2 separate regions of the Oryctolagus cuniculus genome follow, and region 1 is linked to region 2. A link is a contact called in public Micro-C data. All regions are on one chromosome and are shown on one strand. Each heading gives the region's core, a stretch centred on a gene start, on an enhancer-like site or on the middle of the called end of the contact. The rest is flanking DNA. Distances are from core to core; before and after follow the strand shown. Region 1 holds the start of POC1B (POC1 centriolar protein B). Region 2 holds the start of DUSP6 (dual specificity phosphatase 6).

Region 1 (4,786 bases), core at 1,331-3,830, 180 kb before region 2:
ACAAATCACATTGACTATTAAAAACTAATTTAAATTAAAATTTTAAAGAAATTTTAAACTGAGAAAAATCTTAAATTATTCTTTTGAGCTAGTTTCTTTTTGTTCAAAGATTTATTTATTTATTTGAAAGGTAGAGTTACAGAGAGAAAAAGAAGGAGAGACAAAGAGAGAGAGTTTCCATCCACTGGTTCACTCCCCCAAATGGCTACAATGGGCTGGGTCAGGCCGAAGCCAGGAGCCTCATCCAGGTCTCCCATGTGAGTGCAGGGGCCCAAGCAGTTGGACCATCTGCCACTGCTTTCCCAGGCCAGTAGCAGGGAGCTGGCTGGGAAGCAGTGTAGCCAGGACCCAACCGCTGCCCATATGGGATGCCAGCATTGCAGGCACCAGCTTAACCTGCTACACAGTGCCAGTCCCTTGAGCAAGTTTCTCTCTTTTCTTTCCTTCCTCCCTTCCTATCTTTTGATTTTATTTGTTTTTATTTGAGCTACAGTCAGAGGGAGAGACAGAAAGAAAGGTCCTCCATCTGCTGATTCACTCCCCAAATGGCCACAGGAGCTTCTGCCAGGTCTCCCACATGGGTGCAGGGGCCCAGCACCGCAGGCGGATGCCTAGCCCACTACGCCACAGCACCAGCCCCCCTTGAACTAGTTTCTAAGTGTCCAACTTTTTCTTCCTTTTTTTAGTTAACCTGCTATGTCCAATATCAGACATATCATGGCTAAAAGAGATCTGAGGTCTTGATTACTCCTAAGATTCTAGTACTATTTTTTTTTTTTTGAGTAAAATACACATAACATTGAACATTCCATTTTCACCATTTTTAAGGCTAGAATTCACCGGCGTTGAGCACATTCACAGTGCCGTGCAACCATCACCACTATTTTCAGAACTTCATCCCCAGCAGAAACTCTGCACCCCTCATCAGTCAGTAACTCCCCATTCTCCCTTAGCCGCAGCTCCTTTCTGTCTCTGTACATCCACCCATTCTAGGTACTTTAAAGAAGTAAAGTCATCAACCATAATGTATTCCCTTGGCATAATGTCTTCAAGGGTCATCTATGTTGCAGCATGCATCAGAATTTCATTATTTTAGTGGCTGAATAATATCTCATTGAATGTAGTTATCATATTTTATCTATTCCTTTGTTGAATACTTGGGCTGTTTTCACTTTGGGGCTGTTACTAATGTAATACAAACATCTGAGTCCTTGCTTTCAGTATTTGTGGGCTATACCTAGCTGTAGACTTGCTGGAGCCACAGTGCACCATTTTACATTCCTACCAGCATCCAGTATTATGCTTAAGCATGCCAGGATTGTGTGTGTGTGTTTAATCAAACTTAGACTGGGAATAAGGAGCAAAACTTGGAGTCTTGCCAGAGTTTGTTGACAAATTGCTGGCATCAACACTGTTAAATATATCACCCCCTGGACTACAGCAATGTTTCTCAATGTACACAGCTGAGACTCCCATAGCAATCGTGTACGGAGCTTGTTAATCCGTAGAACCGTGGATCCCACCCTATTTACGAGCATGTTGCTTCAGCATCTCTGCGAATTGAGCCGCTAAATCAACATTACACATGCTAAAATATTAGCCATATCAATCTAGATGGTTGAGTCCTTGAAGGCAGGAAAAACATTTCAATCATCTTTATATCCCTCAGGGCCAAACATACAGGAGAAATTCAACAATCATATACTTGAATTAAAGTAACACTGCAATCTAAAGCTATTTCTTACCCGTTAAATTGTTATCTGCAGAACTTATTAAAGCTAAATGCAATCTCTAGACAACTAGAGAACCTGTAATTAAGGTGGTAGTATACCTCTCATTTACATAGAACGTGTATCTTACCAGCTGTGGCCTATCCCATTTTACATTGCCAAGAAACTTTATTGTGTATGTAATTTCAGGATTAAAAAAAAAAAAAACAAGATATTTTTAGAATTGAAAAAGCGGTCTCTGCATGACTTCTAAGATCAGGATCTAAGAATCAAGTTTATCATTTGGGAACATTATAACTCTTCCAACTTCTACAGTGTTACTGAACCAGAAATGATACTATGTGCATTGAAACCCTGTTGTATAAATAGTTACAGTTACCATTTGAGCTAATACGTTAAAACATGTTTCCAAGTCTTCCTAAAGATTTTAAATGCGCTGCTGGTAAATGCATTCCTGGAAAGCATACGCAAAGAAGCAGATAAAGAAACATACAGCCCAAAAGGTTAAGGAGATGCGGTTTATTCGTCCATTCATCTCCAGTGTGCAGCATTATTATCATGCGGGGCACTGTTTGGTAAAGAGATTAAACAAATTCAAATCTGTCCTCCAGGATTTTAGTTCCTTTGAATGTATTGAGAAGTAGCCAGCTGTTCCTCTTCACATCAAAACTCCACCGCCCTACGCCACGCCCCCTCTCCCGTGATAAATTACCGGGGACAAACTTGAAACCAACGAGCGCTGGCTCTTTAACATGTAATAGAACTCCGATTGCATCGATCACAGGCCTACAATGCCCTCGCTCCCCACTTCCTTCTCTTTCCAGGCGTCAAACCGAAAGGGAACGCCAGCATTAGTAAACAGTGGCTTAGGTGTACCGTCGCACTTGGCCCCGGAGCGTCCCGCGCAGTCGCTGGCAGCGACCCCTCCGCCCCCGACCCCCGCTCCGGCCTCGGAGTCTCGAGGCTCGGCTGGCCATGCCTGGAGCGCGGGGTTTGACTGGGCCGCCGTTGTTGTAGTGACCGGGAGGTGCTGCCGCTCCGAGCAGACGGTTCCGGGCGCCTCGCGGTTCCCCTTTTCACCCTCTCCCCTTCCCTCCTCCCTCCCGCCCCCGTTTCCCCCCGCCCGCAGGAGCCCGGCGCCCACCGTTCCCCCATGGCCTCCTCCCCGGTAAGGACGGGCTGTGGGGGGCCCTGGCCGGGGCTGGTCCCGCGGGTTGGGGGGCCGGGGCAGGGTCGCGGCGGCACCTGGAGGAGATGGAAGCAGGTGTCGGCAGCGGGGTCCTGAGGTGCTGCCCCCCGCCCCTGGCCTGGGGGGCGTCCGCCTCTCCCACTGTGAACCGGGCGGCCGGAGCGCCAAGCCCGTGTCGGGCTCCGCGACGCTCCTCTGCGCGTCCCAGAACTCGAGAAGGAGCGTAAGCGACCCCATGACCCCCAGAATTCTCTGAGGGGCTCCGTGGAGCGCCTGCGTCAGAATCACCTGGGACTTTTTTTTTTTTTTTTTTTTTTTTTTTTTTTTTTTAAGAAAAGTGCAAAAGCCCGGGCGCCTCCTTGCACCTGCGGACTGGAGCCGCGGCGCCTGGGAACGTGCATTTCAGATGAGCCCAACCCCACCTCAGGTCGTCCCTTAGAGGCGCCTGCTTCTGGGAAGCGGGATTGCACGATTTTCCCGGCGCTGCGGGACGAGCTGGCGCCCGGCGTCTCCCCGCGGGGCGCTGCTGCCGCCCCGCAACCCCAAGCCCGCGATGGGGGCAGGTTCCTGGCGTTGCGGCTGTGTGGACCGTCGACCCCCAGCCGCTGCACGCGGGGTCCACATCTGGTTTGAACCGTCGACAACTTTCCTTCGCAGGAGGACCCCGTTCTGGAGCGTTACTTTAAAGGCCACAAAGCGGCGATCACCTCCGTGGGCTTCAGCCCTAACGGCAAACAACTTGGTAGGTGTCACTGTTTTTATCTTGTGTAAGGAGACAGAAGCTCAGGTGGCCGGAGACCTTTCCTCCTGTCCCGGGCTCCCACGAGAGCCTCGGAGGTCCTCATCGGGGTGGGGGGTGGAGGGCGGCGGTGCCCGGCCGGGCCACCCGGCCCCCGGCCCCCGGCCCCGGCCCCGACCCAGACCCAGAGCCGCCCACCGGCGCGGGCTTGGCGGGCGCCTTTCGCCAAGTAACCGCCAGGAGGAGTGAGTAGGAAGGGGAGGGGTTTGTCCTCGGCCCGCGGAGGGTGGGGTGTTGGCTGGAGAGTTTGTGAAAAGTTCTGCGAAGAGCAGCAGGAAGTGGGCAGAGCGCGTCCGAGGGGGATCTCAGGTGCCCTCCGGGGAGCCCGAGGGGCTGTGAGGAGCTGCCGAAGAGCCGAGCGCCTGCCTGAAGGCAGGGACCTGCCGGGAAGTTCACCTTCCAGGCTGCCCCTGCGAGGTGGCGAGGTGGCGGCCGCTGAGCCCCAGCCATGAGGATCCGGATGGCCGTGCGGTGGACCTGGGCAGGCAAGAGCTGCCTGCTGCTGGCGCTCTTAACGGCGGCCTATATCCTCGTGGAGCTCTCGGTCTCGGCTTTCCAGTCGTCCCCCAGTGCCGGCCATGCCAGGGAGGGGCGGACGTCCAGGCGATTCGCAGATCTGGAGAGAAACGCCGAGGATTTGTCGCGCCCGCTGTATGAGAAGCCCCCGGCAGATTCCCAAGCCCTCGGGGAGTGGGGGAAAGCCAGCAAGCTGCAGCTCAGCGAGGGGGAACTGAAGCAGCAAGAAGAGCTCATTGAGAGATATGCCATCAATATTTACCTCAGTGACAGGATTTCTCTGCACCGCCACATAGAGGATAAAAGAATGTATGAGTGTAAGTCCAAGACGTTCAACTACAGGAGACTGCCCACCACCTCTGTCATCATCGCCTTCTATAACGAAGCCTGGTCCACCTTGCTCCGCACCATCCACAGTGTTCTCGAAACTTCTCCCGCAGTCCTGCTCAAGGAGATCATCCTGGTCGATGACTTGAGTGACAGAGCTTATTTGAAGACCCAACTTGAAACTTACATCAGCAATCTTGATAGGGTCCGCCTGATTAGGACCAA
Region 2 (4,779 bases), core at 630-3,129:
TTCCAACTTGGCAACCTGGGCTCCGCAGCTGCCTTTTTTTAGTGCACATTTCCCAAATCAGGCAGAAGAGGCGGGTGACTACCAACGCAAACTGCTGCTGGGCCTCGGCAGGCAGGACCGTGGGTGCGGGGCGTCGAGCGAGGGGAGACCCCCGTGACCTCACGCGCCCTCGCCGAATTCGGGTGAGCGCAAAGCGCAGCAGGAGACGCTCGGAAAAGCCGCTCCCCGCCGGGCCCCTGCCCCCGCTTCCGCCTCCCGGGCGGCGGCGGGACAATGCTCGGCCTCTTTTCCGCCCGGGGTTAGGGAGGGGAAGCCGGATTAGGGCCCGCGCCTTCCGGCCGCGGCCCCCTCCTCCGCGCGCCGCCGACCGCGCACAGGTGGTTTTCCGCTGGGAGGGGCGCCTGGCACTTTTATGTAACAATAGAGCTCGGCGCCTCGGCCGGCCTGCGCCCCCTACCGCCGCCCACAGCTCGCCTGCCTGGCCCGCACCTCCCCAAGTTACCTGCTGGCTCTGCGGGGGGCCAGAGACGTGCCCCGAGACCCCCTCATATTTTGAGAGCCAGGAGGTACTGTCAGGCTCCACTCTAAGCCGCTCACCCGCCCCCGATCTCTAGGGAGCCCGGAGTTCCTCGCTCAGCCCCGCACCCGTCCACGGGGTCGCGGGAGGCCCCTCGCCCGCCACACGGGGAGGCGCGGGCGGCGGGGCCGTGGGGTGGGGGTGGGGGGGTGAGGAGTCCCATGCGCAGGCGCGGCTGGTGCTCCCCGACTGCCCGGCGCTGGGCTAGGGGCTGGGGGGCTGCTGGGGCTGGGGAGGCGCCCCTCGGACTTGCTTCCAGGGCTGCGGTAACCCATCCCCGAGTCCTCCCGCTGAGCCCCCTCAACCTGCAGGCCTCCGGCAAGGACTCCCCCGGTGCCAAATCCGACCGCGGGCAGTGCCAGTCCGGCGCGGCGCGTCGTAGCGCCCCTCGCAGGCACTGCAGTCGAAAACTCAGCTTCTCGCCCAGAAATCACGAAGGAACGCGACCCCGCAGCGCTCCGTGGCTGAGACCCTAGTGGGGCGCGGGGGGCAGGGGCTGGATCACGGACACAATGGCTCCTGTCGCTCCACGCTGCCGGAGCGGAGTCAAGACAACGGACTGCTGGCGAGTTCCCTTCTGTACGCGACACTGCTTTTAAACCAAAGTCTTTTTTTTTTTTTAAGTATATATGCTGCCGAACCGAGCCCTTTTTTTTTTTTTAACTAAAAGCTTTGGGGGGGGGGGGGGTTGTGTAACCAGACGACCACCACCAAAAAAAAAAATTGTGTATTTGTTCGCTTAAAAAATGTTTCAACAAACTGGCTTGTTTCGAAAGATGTTGGATTAGCATTTAACACCTCGGCGGTCACTAAAGCCGCAAAGCAGCTCACCAGCCCCAACACGGCCTCGGCTAAAAGAACATCAGAGAAAACAGAGCTGGGCTTTTAAAACTTGCAAACAAATGCCACACACCGCCTAGAAAGGGGGGGGGGGGAGGCTAAAGAGAACTCAGGTCCAAGCGAGTGTGCTGGGAACAAAGGGGGGCAAAGGAGGGGGGTGTAGCACAAGTTTCCCTAAAGCTATCTCGCAAGCACAAGCGTAGCGAACAAGGGCCTTTGTGCATGCTAACTGCACCGTGTATGCGCTAAAGTTCCGACGCGAAGTGCGAACTCTCGGCAGAAGGAAACACGAGACAACTGAAGTGCCCCGGTTTGTGCGCCCCGCTCCTCCTCCACCGCCGCCGCCGCCTCTCTCTCCTCCTCCCGCCCAGCCCGCTGCTGCAGCTTGTTTGCACTGGGGCTTATCCGGAGCGGAAATTCCTTTCCGTTTTTGTGAATGACAAACTCATTAACAATTCATCAACACAACCTGTTCCAGCCGGCCCGTCCCCACGGCAACAGCCCCTTCCGCAGCGCGCTCATTGGCTGGCCCGGAGAATGTATCCATTGAGGCGCTCGCTGTTTGTATCCATTGAGGAGCTGCCTCGCGCAGGGGGTGTGCGCGGGTTGAGTCCTAGGGACAGTGAGCAAATCGAGGCTTTGGTAATCCGGGGAGAGAGACGCCCGGGTAGATCTGAGGTGCAGCCTCAGAGGGAGGGATTAGCAGCCGCTAGACTTTTTTTTTTTTTTTCCTTCTTCTTCTCTCGGTAGCACGGAGTCCGAATTAATTGGATTTCATTCACCCGGGAGGAACAAAACTGGGCAGCTTCATTCAGAGATTCATTGACGCCGGGCGCGAGCGGCTGCAGCTCGGGTGCAGAGAGGACGGCCGGGTTCCCGTCTGTCTCGCCTTCCCCAGCCGCTAGCCTGGACTTGGGAAAGGCGAGGCGGAATTAAAACCCCGCTCCGAGAGCGGCGGCTTCGCGCGGCGCGCTCGGCCTATGCCTGCCCCGAGGGGCGTCTGCTAGGGCACCCCACCTTCTCCTGCAGCTCGACCCCCATGATAGATACGCTCAGACCCGTGCCCTTCGCGTCGGAAATGGCGGTCAGCAAGACGGTGGCGTGGCTCAACGAGCAGCTGGAGCTGGGCAACGAGCGGCTGCTGCTGATGGACTGCCGGCCGCAGGAGCTGTACGAGTCGTCGCACATCGAGTCGGCCATCAACGTGGCCATCCCGGGCATCATGCTGCGGCGCCTGCAGAAGGGCAACCTGCCGGTGCGCGCGCTCTTCACGCGCAGCGAGGACCGGGACCGCTTCACCCGGCGCTGCGGCACCGACACGGTGGTGCTGTACGACGAGAGCAGCAGCGACTGGAACGAGAACACCGGCGGCGAGTCGGTGCTCGGGCTGCTGCTCAAGAAGCTCAAGGACGAGGGCTGCCGGGCCTTCTACTTGGAAGGTACGTGCCCCAGGCGCGCGGCCAGGGCCACCCACACCCAGCAAGGGGCCGGGAACCACGCGCGCTCCGCGCGGCAGAGCCGGGCCGCGGAGGTTTCTTGCTAACCCGAGATCTGCGTCTTTCACCTCCACCTCGATCCTAGTTTTCTACCTTCTCAATTTGAAGTAAGATTTGCAGGGCTGGGGAGGTGGTGGTGGTGGGGTTACAGAAATGTTGCCAATTTGTGCATTTCCGGACTCAAAAGAGTGAGGGATCCCCAGGGGAGGCGGCCCGGTTCCTTCCATTCCTGAGGGCGCACATTTAAATGTGTTTTTCTGATCTTCGGCTCTGCGCGCAAGGGGGTTGGAAGGGTGCTTGTGGTATTTCCTGCCCGCGGCTGCGGTTCTCACGAGCCGTGAAAACTACTACGGCATCTCGGGTTACACGACTCCTTTTTCTCGCCCTGGCAGGTGGCTTCAGTAAGTTCCAAGCCGAGTTCGCCCTGCACTGCGAGACCAATCTAGACGGCTCGTGTAGCAGCAGCTCTCCGCCCTTGCCGGTGCTGGGGCTCGGGGGCCTGCGGATCAGCTCTGACTCCTCCTCGGACATTGAATCTGACCTTGACCGAGACCCCAACAGTGCCACGGACTCAGATGGCAGCCCGCTGTCCAACAGCCAGCCCTCCTTCCCGGTGGAGATCTTGCCCTTCCTGTACTTGGGCTGTGCCAAGGACTCCACCAACTTGGACGTCCTGGAGGAGTTCGGCATCAAGTACATCTTGAATGTCACCCCCAATTTGCCCAATCTCTTTGAGAACGCCGGAGAGTTCAAATACAAGCAAATCCCCATCTCGGATCACTGGAGCCAGAACCTGTCCCAGTTTTTCCCTGAGGCCATTTCTTTCATAGGTGAGACTAATTAACAGCCCTGCCTCTAACTTTTGAAAAGGCAGAGTTGAAGCTGCTGAGGGCTCTCCTTGCTTGCTAAATGGTCAGATTGCAGGTCTGTAAGTTTCCTAGAGGGTTCTTAGTTCTGGTTTATCTTCTTGCTTAAGGAAAGAAAAAGTGCCATTTGAGGTGGCTGCAGGCCACAGGTGTGTTTCCAGCACTGTCCTATCTTGCTGCCTCAATCTTTGAATGCAGTCATTTGAAAGGGGGACTCTTTGTCATTGGACAGTAGGTTCCTCCCCCGCTCCCCCCAGTCTTTGGGTTTTGGGGGAAAGGCCAGGTAGAAGTGCTGACTGCAGAGAGGGGTTCCAACACTGCCTTACAATTCCAGTTCTAACGTCCAGTTATTAGTTGGAAAGCGATCCGAAGGCTGACTTACCCAGTGGAGTGATACTAGGATCCTGGTGACAGCGAGACAGTGTGGGTAACCTGACCCTAGCAGGAAGAACCGGGGGCTGGAAGCCTGGGAGAAGTGAATCTCCAGGCATTGTAGTGCATTTCCTATTACAAAGGAACTCATTTTCAGGCCATGTCGACATCCTGTTCCTCCTAATGGGCTGTCCCCTGTGACTTCCCTCTCTCTTTTAAAATGCCTGAATACCTCCATTGTTAGCCGCACAACAGTTGGAGAATAATTTAATAGACCCTTGCAGTCTGCTTGTCTGTATGAAAAGCATTCACGACCATATTGCAGGGTTTCTGGTATTCACATGCTGAGGCAAAGAATGCACACATTAAGGAGTTTTTTGTTGGCAGAAACTTAATACAAAAGCTCCCTTTTCAGGAAATATTTGAAATATGTAATTGTGTCCAGTGTACATGTTTTATCTCAATGATATATTTTTCTGTTGCCTGCAGGGCTTAACTGCTTAGCCACAAATTGTTTTTAAGTTCAGTTTTTAGACTTTGTCATTCACAAAGGGTGGTTTCTCAGTCTGCTGAAATCTTGCCTCTCTTTTTGTGTCCGCAGATGAAGCCCGGGGCAAGAACTGTGGCG

Evidence for each region. A called contact is a pair of places that touch in the nucleus more often than the background predicts.
Region 1: a contact with region 2 is called in a Micro-C map of ear pinna, with 7 times the contacts expected there. The contact joins the promoter of POC1B here to the promoter of DUSP6 in region 2. A contact is called at or near these places in 2 of 6 Hi-C or Micro-C datasets (ear pinna and an unstated tissue).

Annotation. Positions count from the first base shown.
Region 1 is chr11:92,178,454-92,183,239 of mOryCun1.1, reverse strand. It overlaps POC1B (POC1 centriolar protein B), which reads left to right and starts at 2,580. Exons shown (of 12, transcript XM_017342011.3): 1 at 2,580-2,898; 2 at 3,577-3,661. The coding sequence starts at 2,884. It overlaps GALNT4 (polypeptide N-acetylgalactosaminyltransferase 4), which reads left to right and starts at 3,942. Exons shown (of 1, transcript XM_008256873.4): 1 at 3,942-4,786. The coding sequence starts at 4,167.
Region 2 is chr11:91,999,989-92,004,767 of mOryCun1.1, reverse strand. DUSP6 (dual specificity phosphatase 6) reads left to right here and starts at 1,879. Exons shown (of 3, transcript XM_002711379.5): 1 at 1,879-2,856; 2 at 3,306-3,743; 3 at 4,753-4,779. The coding sequence starts at 2,457. It overlaps LOC103348378, which reads left to right. Exons shown (of 5, transcript XM_070053191.1): 4 at 1-566; 5 at 889-1,182. The coding sequence ends at 1,053.